Regions from separate parts of the Pan troglodytes genome. Here region 1 is linked to region 2. Evidence: chromatin contacts called from public HiChIP or PLAC-seq data. All regions are on one chromosome and are shown on one strand. Each heading gives the region's core, a stretch centred on a gene start, on an enhancer-like site or on the middle of the called end of the contact. The rest is flanking DNA. Distances are from core to core; before and after follow the strand shown. Region 1 holds the start of SFPQ (splicing factor proline and glutamine rich). Region 2 holds the start of NCDN (neurochondrin).

Region 1 (6,890 bases), core at 2,608-5,107, 360 kb before region 2:
TGCTGTTTTTCCATTTCATCCAAAGACTTCCATCGCTGAGAATATTCGTACTCAAAGGTGCCATGCTGGGCAAAACGAGGAGGGGTTTCTCTCTCCCTAACAATACACAAAATTTTAACATGAACCGATTTGTGAACGCATACCAGAAAATACTTGCCCTAGTACTGGTCTTTTTCCTGTTCTATTTCTTGTAAAGAGTACAAAAGGCAAAAATTATCCTGATTCATCTAAAAATATCTTCACAGCAAAAATACTCAGAACACTCAGTAAAAGAATACAGGCACTGGAGATAAATCCTACCTTCCTCGTTTTCTAATTGTTTTCCTCTAGCCAAATTCCTTACCGAGGCTTATTTTTTCCACCCATAAAAATGTACTGTAGGCCACGCGCGGTGGCTCACCCCTGTAATCCCTGCACTTTGGGAGGCCAAGGCAGGTGGATCACCTGAGGTCATGAGTTTAAGACCCATCTGGCCAACATGATGAAACCCCATCTCCACTAAAGATACAAAAAATTAGCTGGGCATGGTGGCAGGCACCTGTAATCCCAGCTATTCTGGAGCCCTGAGGCAGGAGAATCACTTGAACCCGGGAGGCAAAGATTGCAGTGAGCTGAGATCACACCACTGCACTCCAGCCTGGGAAACAACAGCGAAACTCCAGCTCAAAAAAAAAAAAAAAAAAATGTACTTCAGCCAGGCACAGTGCGTCATGCCTGTATCCCAGCACTTTGAGAGGCCGAGGTGGGCGACTCACCTGAGGTCAGGAGTTCGAGACCAGCCTAGTCAACATGGTGAAAGACCATCTCTACTAAAAATAGAAAACGAGCCAGGCATGGTGGCACATGCCTGTAATCCCAGCTACCTGGGAGGCTGAGGCAGGAGAATCGCTTGAACCTGGGAGGCAGAGGTTGCAGAGAGCTGAGGTCATGCCACTGCACTCTGGCCTGGGCAACAGAGTGAGACTCAGTCACACACGTGACTTTATGCCATTATTGCAGGGACAAAACAGGACTGCATGTGAATGTATCCACCTTAGAAACAAACAGCTATCTGAATAACAGCTTCAAATCTTCCTCAGCCTGAGATTTTTTACTAATAAGCATATCCACATCAAATAATTTTGCATATTTTAAGCAAAATTGGAAAATCACTAAAATAAATTTAACCTTTACACTTGAATTAAAAACTGCCAAAAAAGTTTAATCAATCTTACTTTTGATACATTGGATTCTTCTGGGCAAGTTTTTCAGGAAGACCATCTTCATCATCTAGTTGTTCAAGTGGTTCCACAATGACTGGACGAGGAGTTCTAATAACAAAAATGGTTCCATCTTAGCTTTGTTCCAGTTTTATTGCCACCATCTCATATAAGTTGATAGAAATTATTAGAATAAACAAAACAACTTACGTCGTCAGTAAGAAAACACCTTCACTGCATCGTTCAAATGCCTTTCTTGCTGCTGGCTTAGAAGCAAATTCAACAATGCCTTTCCCTGTAGATCTTCCACGATCATCCACTATTACAACAGCCCTTTCAATAGGACCAAATTGGCTAAAGGCTTCTTCCAACAGTTCATTGGAAACATAAGGTGAAAGATTACGAACAGAAAGGGCAGCAGCATGTGTAGCAAAGCGAACTCGAAGCTGTCTACCTCTCATGGGTGTATCATCGAGTTCGGCTTTGGCAATTTCAGCCAAAGCTCTAGATTCCTGTGTATCAGAGACACTCATGTTAATGACCTCAAAATTGGTTGTCTACTCTTAAAATTGTCATAAGCCTACTTCCTACTCCCTTTCTTCCTTCAGCTCAGTTCGAGCATTACCTTTAGGCAGCACCCACTAACACCACTTAGTTTACCCACCCCACCCCTCTTTTCTCTTAGGTAGCAACAATTATGCATTATACCGCAAACATTTTTCCTGTAAGAATGGTGAAAAATCTAAAAGATCAATTTATCCTCCCCAGTTTAAAAACCAAGCCTTCAGCGTTTGTAGTGACAAAAAAAATCTCCCACCCTTTTTAATTCTACGTAAAATCAAACAATTACACTCACAAGCTTAATAAATCCGAATCCTTTGCCTTTGTTGATAAAAACTTCTCCTGGTTCTCCATATTTAGCAAATAGTCTTTTGAATTCATCCTCCGTGATATCAGCAGGTAGATTCCCAACAAACAACCGACATCGCTGTGTGTAAGTTTTCTCTCCAGGCCTCCTCAAGAGAGACAAATTGGCTTTAAACCCCTAATGAAAAAGGAAAGAAGTTTTCAAACACCGGAGACCTCTGCAAGTGAAAATCCCCAAGACAGTATTTGCTTATCTGAAACCTATCAGTTGCCTTTCTGTTCCGTTTGGTCACAATCAAGGTTTTACTATGTGAGATTTCTAACATGAGCACTATCTTAACATTGAAAAAGGAGCCCCATCATCCAGAATGTTCGAGAATAGACACACTTCCCCGAAGAGTAGACGTCCATCAGCAACTGTCAGCCACATATGTTGAGTGTCCCTAAAAAAATCTCAATAGTATGAAAATTAAAATACGAAAATAACTCAAGTCCAAATGCCACTGTAACCTACACGATCTGCGCCTGCGCTTTTATGGAACTTCCCGGTTCTCTCCAAACCTACGCCGCATGCTCTGCATTACGCCAGTCCCAGGGACAGGCTACCTTCTGCAGGGCCGACCACCGCGACCCCGCGCTTCCTTCCGAAAGGAAACCTCCCCTAGCCTTCCGCCCGCCGGGAGAGCAAGGCGCGGCAGCGGCCAATCCCACGCCGACCGACGGCCCCGCAGGCCGCCCCGCCCCCGCGGCGGCGCGCGCAAGCGCCCCTTCCGGCAGCCGACAAAATGGAAGCCCAGCGCGGGGGCGGGGGCGAGGAGGGGGCCGCCGCCATCTTAGGGGAGCCGACGCGTCGCTCCCATAAACACTCACCTCCGAGTCCGAGATCTTCTCCTCGCTGCGGCCGCCGGGCCCGCCGGGCGGAGGCCCCTGGTGATGCTGCTGGTGGTAGGGCGGGTGGTGCTGGCGGCCCCCGCGGGGCTCCCCGCCGCCTCGATGAGGCGGCTTGGGGTGGCCGCCAGGAGTGCTTAGGCCCGGGCCGCCACCTGGCTTCGGCCCGCCAGGCATTTTGCCGCCTTTGGGACCACCCGGACCTGGGCCCTGCTTAGGCCCTGGACCCGGGCCCGGGACTGCCGCGGGCGGAGGCGGCGGGCCTCCGGCCTGAGGAGGTGTGGTAGGGACCCCGCTGCTTGGCGGGGTGGGTGGCGGCGCCCCGGGAGGGGCCGAGGTGACTGCAGGCGGCGGGGTCGGCGTCGGGCCTGGCCCAGACCCTGGCGGGGCCCCCGAGGTTGGTGGAGTGGCGGGCGGGGCCGAGCTGGAGGCTGGCGGTGCGCTGCCTACTCCGGGAGCGGGGCCGGGTCCCTGAGCAACGACGGGCTTGGAAGAGTCCTGCGGCGGTGGCGGCGGCTGCTGCTGCTGATGCGGCTGTGGATGCGGCGGCGGCTGATGCGGTGGCGGCTGCTGCGGCGGTGGCTGCTGCGGTGGTGGCTGTTGCTGCTGTTGGTGTGGAGGCGGTGGCGGGATCGGAGGCTTAGGGCCGCTCTGGCCCGGGCCAGGACCCATGGGGCCGCGATTCTGATTGAGGCCCATGCCGGGCGGCGGAGAACGGAAGTCGTGGAGGCCGCCGCGGCCGCCGCCTCCTCCACGCCTGTGGAAGCCGCCACCGCCACCGCCACGACTCCGGAACCGATCCCGAGACATGTCTGTGGTCAAGGGGCGGTCGAGGCAAAAGCGAAGAAGACGCTCAGGAAACGTGGAGGCCACCTTGCTTCTCACAAAATGGCGGATGACACAGGCGGCGCGCCGCCTTTGTCCTCGTCTTATATAGGCCAGCTGGCACGGCCCCGCCTACTCCACGATCGACAGCTCCAATAGCCAATTGCAATTACTATGCCTGATGACACTAAGTTGCGAACCTCTGATCTTTCCTATTGGCCCCTGGGTGAGAGGCGGGAGGCATGGAGGGACTGAAGTTTCCAGTTGGCCAGTGAGCGAAGAAGGCGTTGGCTGTAGGCCACTATGATTTGCTAGGAGAAATTTGAATGGGTATGCCAGGGCAATTTTCACTTGCGAGCAAATAACCAGGGCTCTATCCGCTCCTGCAGAGAAGCGTTGGAGGTCTCTTTTCTTTCTTGATTGTCCCTAGGAGCAATCTATTGATATCCTTGCCCAGAAAAACAGATGTTTTCCGATTCAAAATCAGAAATTGAGTGCCTGCTGTCTACCCTACCTCGTGCCAACTCAATGAAAGTAGAGAAGTAAAATCTTACCGATTTCAAACACACGCAGTCTTAACTGATTTCATTATGGAACCTCATAGGAATACAGATTTATTGTAGCAGCATAAACTTTTCAATAGGCTTCTGTGGGTGCGCGCTTTGTTCAAAAAGAGCCCTTGTGTGTATGTGTATATATATACACGTTTACAAACACCAATCACAGGAGGAATGTAAATATTCCACTCAACACTTTACGAACAGACTAAGGTACTTTTTAAAAATTACAATGTTAGGCTGGGCACTGTGGCTCACGCCTGTAATCCTAGCACTTTGGGACACCGAGTCGGGCAGATCACCTGAGGTCAGGAGTTCTAGACCAGCCTGGCCAACATGGCGAAACCCCGTCTTTACTAAAAAATACAAAAATTTGGCTGGGTGCGGTGGCTGACGCCTGTAATCCCAGCACTTACTTTGGGAGCCGAGGTGGGTGGATCACGAGGTCAGGAATCCGATACCAGCCTGGCCAATATGGTGAAACCCCGTCTCTACTAAAAATACAAAAATTAACTGGGCGTGGTGGTGCACGCCTGTAGTCCCAGCTACTTGGGAGGCTGAGGCAGGAGAATTGCTTGAACCCGGGAGGCAGAGGTTGCAGTGAGCCGAGATTGCGCCACTGCACTGCAGCCTGGGCGACAGAGCAAGACTCAGTCTCAAAAAAAAAAAAAAAAAAATTTGCTGAGCTTAATAGTGCACACCTATAATCCCAGCCACCTGGGAGGCTGAGGCAGGAGAATTGCTTGAGCCCAGGAGGCGGAGGTTGCAGTGAGCCGAGATCGCGCTATTGCACTCCAGCCTGGGCGACAAGTGCCAGACTGTCTCAAAAAAAAAAAAAAAAAAAAAAAAAATTACAATGTTACAATGTCTATAGGGTATTAACCAGTCAGATGCATCAATTATTTTTCTCTTATTTTCTTTGACACAGAGTCTTATTTTTTTTGACACAGAGTCTCGCTCTGTTGCCCAGGCTGGAGAGCAGTGGCACTATCTCAGCTCACTGCAACCTCTGCCTCCCAGGTTCAAGTGATTCTCCTGCCTCAGCCTTACAAGTAGCTGGGACCACAGGCGCGAGCCACCACACCCAGCCAATTTTTGTATTTTTAGTAGAGACAGGGTTTTGCCATGTTGGCCAGGCTGGTTTCAAACTCCTGACCTCAAGTGATCCACCCACCTAGGCCTCCGAAAGTGCTGGGATTATGGGAGTGAGCAACCACGCCCAGCCTGTATTTCACAATCTCCAGTTTCTTTGAGGTCCACAGACCTTTTGCGGAATCATTCCTCCCTCAACATTAGCTCATAGCTTATTATCTTCTTTTCTGCGTCTAACTCTCTTCATTCAAGATCCAGGCGGGACCGGGTGCGGTGGCTCACGGCTGTAATCCCAACACTTTGGGACCCAAGGCTGAGGCGGGAGGGTCACTTGAGGTCAGGAGTTCGAGACCAGCCTGTCCAACAGGACAAACACCCCTCTCTAGTAAAGATACAAAAATTAGCAGGGCGTGGTGGCATGCACCTGTAATCCCAGCTACTCGGGAGGCCGAGGCAGGAGAATCGCTTGAACCCAGGAGGCAGAGATTGCAGTGAGCCGAGATCACACCATTGCACTCCAGCCTGGGCACAGAGTGAGACTCCGTCTCATAAAAACCAAAAAAAGATCCAGGCAGATGACCCACCCAACACCCTAATGCTCAGTTCCTTACCTCCTCCATTAGTATTTTCTTCTACCCTGTATCACCATCCAGTCTCCCATCCTCCCCTCATCACACTCACTCCTGATTGTTATTACCAGTAACTGCACTATCTCTGAAATCTTTAGTTCAAGCATGCCTCTTACTGATCATCCCTTTTCTTTCTGTCTCACATAACACAGTAACCTCATGATTCCTTTCATTATTTTTTTTTTTTTTTTTTTTTTTTTGAGATGGAGTCTCGCTCTGTCACCCAGGCTGCAGTGCAGCGGTGCGATCTCGGCTCACTGCAACCTCCGCCTCCCAGGTTCAAGCTATTCTGCTGCCTCAGCCTCCCGAGTAGCTGGGACTACAGGCACGTGCCATCATGCCCAGCTAATTTTTTTATTTTTAATAGAGGCGGGGGTTTCACCATATTGGCCAGGCTGGTCTTGAAATCCTGACCTCAGATGATCCACCCGCCTCAGCCTCCCAAAGTGCTAGGATTACGGATGTGAGCCACCATGCCCTGCCCCTCTCCTCATATTTCTTTGAGAATATAACAGTCATCGGAGAGGAACTTTCCAACCCAACTGGAAAAGCCATGAGCCTACTTAAATTTGCCTTGTCTTTTTTAATCTTTGTCCCTGATACCACAAAAAATGTGTCTTTGCCCTTATCAAAGGGCAAACCCATGGCTGGTCTGAGTGCGGCGGTGTTTACAACTAATTGATCACAACCAGTTACAGATTTATTTGTTCCTTCTCCATTCCCACTTGACTGGCACTATTTAAAAAAAAAAAAAAAAGCAAATCCTCTTCTTGTGCTATGGATCCCATCTCCACAAGCCTTCACCAGAATTTTTCTTTATCAATTACTTCTAT
Region 2 (6,868 bases), core at 1,479-3,978:
TTATGTCTGGCCCAGTATTTTTTAAATTTCTGAATGCAAATGTCTTCAGGCAGGGCATGCACTCTCCAGTCTGCTACTGTCTCCGCCCACCACTATTATCATGAAAATCTATTCAATTTACACCTCAATGCTACCCACCCCAATCCCTGCATTCAACAGATACTTACATCAGGCACTATGCTGGCTACTCCAGAATCTAGGGGCTGGATTATTTAGGTCTCTTCCAGCAGAAAAACTCATTTACCATAAAATTTTCCCCTCATATAAAACTTTGCTATATTGTCTAAATTAGTACGTAAATATTGGCAACATTATGAGGGTTGACTGAGTTCTGAAGAAGCAATTCAAAAACTTCTGTCCAACTATGTACCTGTCATCTACATCCAGCAAACGACACAGGCTGCCAACCCCTAACTCCTATCCACGGCCAGCATACAGGGAGATCAGCATTGCCTGGGCTGGATACCAATGCTGACTAATACCAAGAAACAGCCACAGACATACACACAGCTGCAAAACTAAGGTGCAGCCCACCCAAGAAAAGGCTTTTGCAGAACCACATGCATCTGAAGGACTTCATTGTTCTCATTCACTTCCATCCATTCCTATTTCTAGTTGTTTTGTAGTTGTATTTCAGGGAGCAGGGGGCAGAAAGGAGGTGTGTGGGCCAGAGACATGTTCAAGAGATTATGAAATGGAGCCTAAGTTAGAAAGTACATCCAGCAATTTCTCTAGCCTCCCAAGAGGGAACGAGTGAGTATGCATGTGTGCGTGTATGTGTGTGTATGAATCTTACCCAACACATTTCTGCCTACCACAAAAGGATTTAAAACTCAAGGTGACTCAACAGCTGTCATCAATAGCCTGACAGGTGGGTGGGAGAAGCAGAAAAGAAATGAATAGCTTTTGAAAAATGGAGTAATAAACACCACTGGACTAACAAGCTGATTAGAAGTGCCATGTCTAATAAATCCTGCGTCTAAGAGAAAGGCAGAGTTAATTTCATTTGAACTCCTAACCAGTCATTCCTCTGAAACCTATAATTGCCTAAGGGCACAAATCACTGCTAGGGTCCAGTTAAAGGCTTGCTGACCAAACGCAAGAACAACAACACATCACCAAGATCCGAATAGTTTGTTACTGAATCAAAGGGTAACAACCCAGGGAGAGAACACACACCCCCACAATACTTGACAAATGAAAATCTAGAAAAGCTCACAATAGTTCTGGCATTTAGGGCGTTACAAGTACACCCAAAATAAAAGCACTCTCTGTTGCAGCAGCTGTTCAGACAGAGCAGGGGGTAATGTTTACTTAATACTTCAGGTTGATGGGGGATGTATCACAGTTCAGTCTGTCAACTACATACGTGGAACTCCATTTATGTACACAGCGATAAGATATGTTTGAACAACGATGGAGCACGTCTGAAACAGCCTATTCAGTTGGTATGAGTAATCGAGAATAAAGCTCTTTTTAAAAAAGTCTCAGATATTTGGGAAAGTTACAGAACAGACTGCCATGAATAGCTTTGCTTATATTTGCAGACACTGTTTTCCAAATAGCTGGAAAAATGAACAGATTGTTCTGGGAGGTCGTCTTTCCAATTTGTTCCTAGTTTTCAGTCTGTTAATCACAGGAGAGAGCACAAGGAGAGTCAGCTAATGCTCTTCACTAACTGCAACTACTGTCAGTTGGACACAACCACTATGAGACCAGAAGCCAAAGAGTTCCTGGAATCCCGCCAGAGATTATCAATTTTGACTTCCTTCATTTCACCTTTGTGCTCACTGCAGCCACTACAGGACCCTCTGTGAGGCATAATTTTCAAAATCCTAGATGAGGCAGGTTTCACATTATAATGGACACATCGTGCTCAACCCCATCCCCTCTTCATTCTGCACCAACTTTCTATCTCGGTGGAGAGACCAAACATCAGAGACAGCAACTAAAGACTAGGCTGCAGAGGTCGAAGGTGGAAGAAGGACGGCAGCGCCCCGAACCCCGGCTGTCTGCCTGGCTCTCAGGGGATGGAGGGAGCTGCATGACTAGGCCCAGGCCCGAGAGAAGCGGGGTTCAGCCTGGGACCCAAGCTGCACACCTGCAAGGACAGAAGCAGCTGGCTGCCCTGGCCGAGCCAGGGGCGCCACCTCAGGACCCAACATCCGGCCAGCGCACCCGCTGACATCGCCCGTCCCGCTTGCCCCTCCCCTGAGCTCATGGTCCTCGGCCTGGCAGCCAGCCGCCCCCGGCCACCTACCGGGGCTCAGGGCCACATAGCGGGGCCCCGGCTCTCGGCGGCCTCCGCCTCCTCCTGGTCCATGGGCTCGGGGACCCCCAACCTTCGCTCCCCTCACCCGGAGGAGGAGGAAGAGGAAAAAGGTAGTGCGGGCTCCCCACCCGGACAGCTACCTCTCGCCTCAGCCTCCCTGGACAGCGACGGCGGCCGGAAACACCGCCTCCTCCCACCTCCCCGGAACCGACCCGGAAACACACTCTCCGTGCTAACCAAGCCCTCCCGCCCCTCCCCCGGGAAGGGCAATGCCGGCCGCGAGACCAAGGGGGAGGAGGGGCAGTGCTGGGCGGGTAAAACTACGCACAAGCGAAGGAATCTGGGCCCCCAGCCTCTCGCCGCCCGCTCTCCAGAGGCAGTCTGCACCTTGCCTCCTTCGCTCGAGCCCCAGGCCCCAGACTCGGGCAATACCCACAAGCAAGATGGCGGCAACGGTGGCACCCCCTACTGCTTAGCACCCTGACTTGCCATTGGCCAGAGCCCGGAGTGAAGCAGCCGCGGATTGGTCAAGAGCGGTGCGGGGGTGGGGGTGGAGCTGCAGCAGCCTGGAGCCAGGAGTGGGCAACGCGGCGTGAGCAGCGGCCCGAGGCTCCCGGAGCATCGCGCTGGGAGAAGACTTCGCCGCTCGGGGCAGCAGCCTGGTGAGCTCAGCCCCCTTCGGGCCCTCCCCTGCATCCCAGCCGGGGCCTCTCCGAGCCGGCGCTGATCGATGCCGACACACCCCGGGGACCCTATCGCGACTCCATCGCGCCATATCGCGACACCATCGTGCCCTGTCGAGACTCCATTTTGTCACAGCCCTTTTCAATATATATCTTTTTTTTTTTTAATTTGCCCTGTCATCTTTGGGGGCTGTCTCCCATGTCGTGATTTTGACGTGATCTCTCCGTGATATCACCGCGCCATCGTGAAGTGTGATCTCATCGCCGCCCTGTCGTGACTTCATCAATGTCGTGTTGTGACCTGGCTGCGGCGGGACAGGTGGTGACCGCCAGGAACCCTCCTCCCCTTCTCATCTCCCCATCTCAGCAGCCCCGCTTCGATTATCCGGCTTTTGGATTCTCCGTTGTCCTGGGAACTATCCGGGACCCCCTCTTGCTTCTCCAGCCCCTGCCGGCATCCACAGGCTGGTAGCGGGACGGGGAGGGCGAGAAGAGGGAGCGCAAGGGGTTAATTCTGCTGCTGCCGCCGCTGCTGCTGCTGCTGCTGCAGCCTCTACCCGAGGGAGGGAAAGGAGAGGAGGCAAGGAGCCTGCGGGGGCGACTGAGAGCCCTGGCTGGAGGGGTGGGGTCCCCAAAGGGGCCTCCAAGCCTTCCCTGTTGAGCATCTTGTATTCTCACTTCTGAAGCGTATCTCTGCCTCTGAAGAAGGGAGGGGAAAGGAAGCCTGGGGTGTCCTTTTCTCCCATGTCAGCCTGAGTCCGGATAATCGAACTTCACCCATGTATGTCTCCATTTCTCCCTGTCTGTCCTCACCACTCACTCCCTCTGTGTCCCTGTGGAGGGAGATAAAACCCAGCCTCTGGTGCCAGGGGGACAGCTGAGCAGTGGGGCCAGCCCCCGCCCACCCCCAGGAGACTGGTGAGGAGAGCTGTCCGGCTGAGCAGCAGCATGCATGGTCCTTCTTTCCCGCTTTCTGGAGGTGACCTTGGACCAGGGTCCCTTCTTTATCCCTAAGGATTTGCAGATCCAGCTCCTTAAAGGGGCTTCCCGGGGGGAGGTCAGTCCTGAGGAGTCCACCCCTCCAGATTCTCTCCTCCCCTCCCTCTGTGCTAATCCCTCCCTCCCTCCATCTTCCACTCTCACCCCCACCCCACCCCCGTCCCTCCTCTGCAGAGGGATGCTCAGTCCCTCTTGTGTTCACAGTTGGGCAAGGCGAGCATCATGGCCTCGGATTGCGAGCCAGCTCTGAACCAGGCAGAGGGCCGAAACCCCACCCTGGAGCGCTACCTGGGAGCCCTCCGTGAGGCCAAGAATGACAGCGAGCAGTTTGCAGCCCTGCTGCTAGTAAGGAACTGGCTGAAAATTGGGAGGTGGGAAGAGCTGGGTGGTTGGGCCCCCAAGGAATGGGGTCAGTGAGTCCCCAAGGATATGTACGTAGTGCTAGCAACCCTGGAGGCACCAACGAAGGCCCAAGACCCCTACCTTTGTGCTCTTTTTTGCTCCCCCTGAGAATGGGGGCAAAGAGGAGAATGGGACTGAATAAGGCTGTGGCACTAGGGGCTGCCTGGGTCTGTTTTCTGGGGTGTCCCAGAGCAGATGGAAGCTGACTCATAGGGTAACAGCAGCAGGTAGTAACTAGTGCAGAGTACTTGAGGGCTGGGGATGGTTGTTCTGGGCCTGGAGAGAGTAGCAGGGCTGGAAGTGGCTGGGGAGGGGTCCTAGGGGAAGGCCAGGACGGCAGTAGGTAGGTTAAGGAATGGGAGCTAGTTTGGGGCTTAGCCTTTTTGGAGGAACCCAAGCTGGGGACAGCAGAGCAGAAGCTGCAGTGCTAGGAAGGGGGGGTTGTGTGTGGGGGGTGAAGGGAGGAGGGAGTACAGCCGCTGCTTGTTTGCCATGGCAACAAGGAGAAGGCTCTGGAGTCAAGGGCTCACACTGCAGCAGAGGAGGTGTTTAGGTGAAATGTAAGGGGAAATGTTTTGACAGGCGGAGCGGCGAGACACAGGAGCCATTTCCCCTGAGAAGGTGGCAGAAATGGATCAGGGGCTTCTCTGGAGGGAGCAATTAAGGAAGGACTTTAAATCCTTGGGAGATCTTAAAACATTGAGTTCTAAGCCCCTTCCATCCCAGGTTGTGGGCATTTAGACATCAGGAAGAACTTCTCAACTGGCCAGGTGTTGAAATGCTCAAATGAATGGTTGAGGAAGACTAGACCTCACTTCCATGGGACAGTCACAGATGAGAGGGATCCCAGAGGTCACATTTATCTGCCTCTAAGGAGAAAAAAGGAGCTGGATGAAATGACCTCAGATGAGTCCTGTTGCATAACCTCATCTTGCTAGTCCTCAGTGCCCCGGGATGCAGGAGAGGGACAGTCTTTCCCACTTCTTCCTTTCATCCTGATGATAGCACATACCCCCTATAGGTGACCAAGGCAGTCAAAGCAGGTGACATAGATGCCAAAACTCGGCGGCGGATCTTCGATGCTGTCGGCTTCACCTTCCCCAATCGTCTCCTGACCACCAAGGAGGCGCCGGATGGCTGCCCTGACCATGTTCTGCGGGCTTTGGGTGTGGCCCTGCTGGCCTGCTTCTGCAGTGACCCTGAACTGGCCGCCCATCCCCAAGTCCTGAACAAGATTCCCATTCTTAGCACCTTCCTCACAGCCCGGGGGGACCCGGACGATGCTGCCCGCCGCTCCATGATTGATGACACCTACCAGTGCCTGACGGCTGTAGCAGGCACACCCAGAGGGCCTCGGCACCTCATTGCTGGTGGCACCGTGTCTGCCCTATGCCAGGCATACCTGGGGCACGGCTATGGCTTTGACCAGGCCCTGGCACTCCTGGTGGGGCTGCTGGCTGCTGCCGAGACACAGTGCTGGAAGGAGGCGGAGCCCGACCTGCTGGCCGTGTTGCGGGGCCTCAGTGAGGATTTCCAGAAAGCTGAGGATGCCAGCAAGTTTGAGCTCTGCCAGCTGCTGCCCCTCTTTTTGCCCCCGACAACCGTGCCCCCTGAATGCTACCGGGATCTGCAGGCCGGGCTGGCACGCATCCTGGGAAGCAAGCTGAGCTCCTGGCAGCGCAACCCTGCACTGAAGCTGGCAGCCCGCCTGGCACACGCCTGCGGCTCCGACTGGATCCCGGCGGGCAGCTCCGGGAGCAAGTTCCTGGCCCTGCTGGTGAATCTGGCGTGCGTGGAAGTGCGGCTGGCACTGGAGGAGACGGGCACGGAGGTGAAAGAGGATGTGGTGACCGCCTGCTATGCCCTCATGGAGTTGGGGATCCAGGAATGCACTCGCTGTGAGCAGTCACTGCTTAAGGAGCCACAGAAGGTGCAGCTCGTGAGCGTCATGAAGGAGGCCATAGGGGCTGTTATCCACTACCTGCTGCAGGTGAGGGTGCAGTGACCCACAGAGGGGGCCCAGTATGGGGGGAGCCAGTGCTGGAGCTGGGAGGCAAGCGGGAGGAGAATAATGGGGAGACAGCGAAGCTGCATGTCCACACAAGCTGATACTGTAGCCAGCACTCCAGGGAGTAGCGTGCGGCCCAACCTCCCTCTCTCTCCCTCCCTCCACACAAGCACCATACCACACACCATATGTGCACTCACATCACAGTACACACACACGCACACACACACAACACAGTAACCTCCCACTCAAACGCTCCCCCCAATACACACACACTACACGCCACACACCTCTCCCCAACACATGCACACAAGATTGAAGCAGTCTGTTCTGCTCACTCCATAGCATTGTTTTATACACGCACACACCCGAACTTCTAATGGTGCAGGGAAGAGAAGCAGGGCTGCCTGGTTCCTGGCCTCTGTAGAGGTCTGGCTAGATCAATTCTCCTGCCTCCCCTACATCCCCTCCTGCCTCCCCGCCTGAGAGGCCAGCTGTCCTGTC

What was found. HiChIP or PLAC-seq counts read pairs in DNA pulled down with a chosen protein or histone mark.
Region 1: an H3K4me3 HiChIP or PLAC-seq map of stem cell-derived excitatory neurons shows a contact between it and region 2, with 4 times the contacts expected there. The contact joins the promoter of SFPQ here to the promoter of NCDN in region 2. A contact is called at or near these places in 1 of 7 Hi-C or Micro-C datasets (stem cell-derived neural progenitor cells) and 1 of 1 datasets of contacts at active chromatin or transcription factors (stem cell-derived excitatory neurons).

The regions. Positions count from the first base shown.
Region 1 is chr1:195,792,592-195,799,481 of NHGRI_mPanTro3-v2.0_pri, reverse strand. It overlaps SFPQ (splicing factor proline and glutamine rich), which reads right to left and starts at 3,857. Exons shown (of 10, transcript NM_001251847.1): 1 at 2,937-3,857; 2 at 2,056-2,244; 3 at 1,410-1,711; 4 at 1,215-1,310; 5 at 1-96. The coding sequence starts at 3,764.
Region 2 is chr1:195,427,542-195,434,409 of NHGRI_mPanTro3-v2.0_pri, reverse strand. NCDN (neurochondrin) reads left to right here and starts at 2,728. Exons shown (of 8, transcript XM_063782953.1): 1 at 2,728-2,934; 2 at 3,207-3,736; 3 at 4,159-4,299; 4 at 5,378-6,346. The coding sequence starts at 4,177. KIAA0319L (KIAA0319 like) reads right to left here and starts at 2,726. Exons shown (of 21, transcript XM_024357827.3): 1 at 2,601-2,726.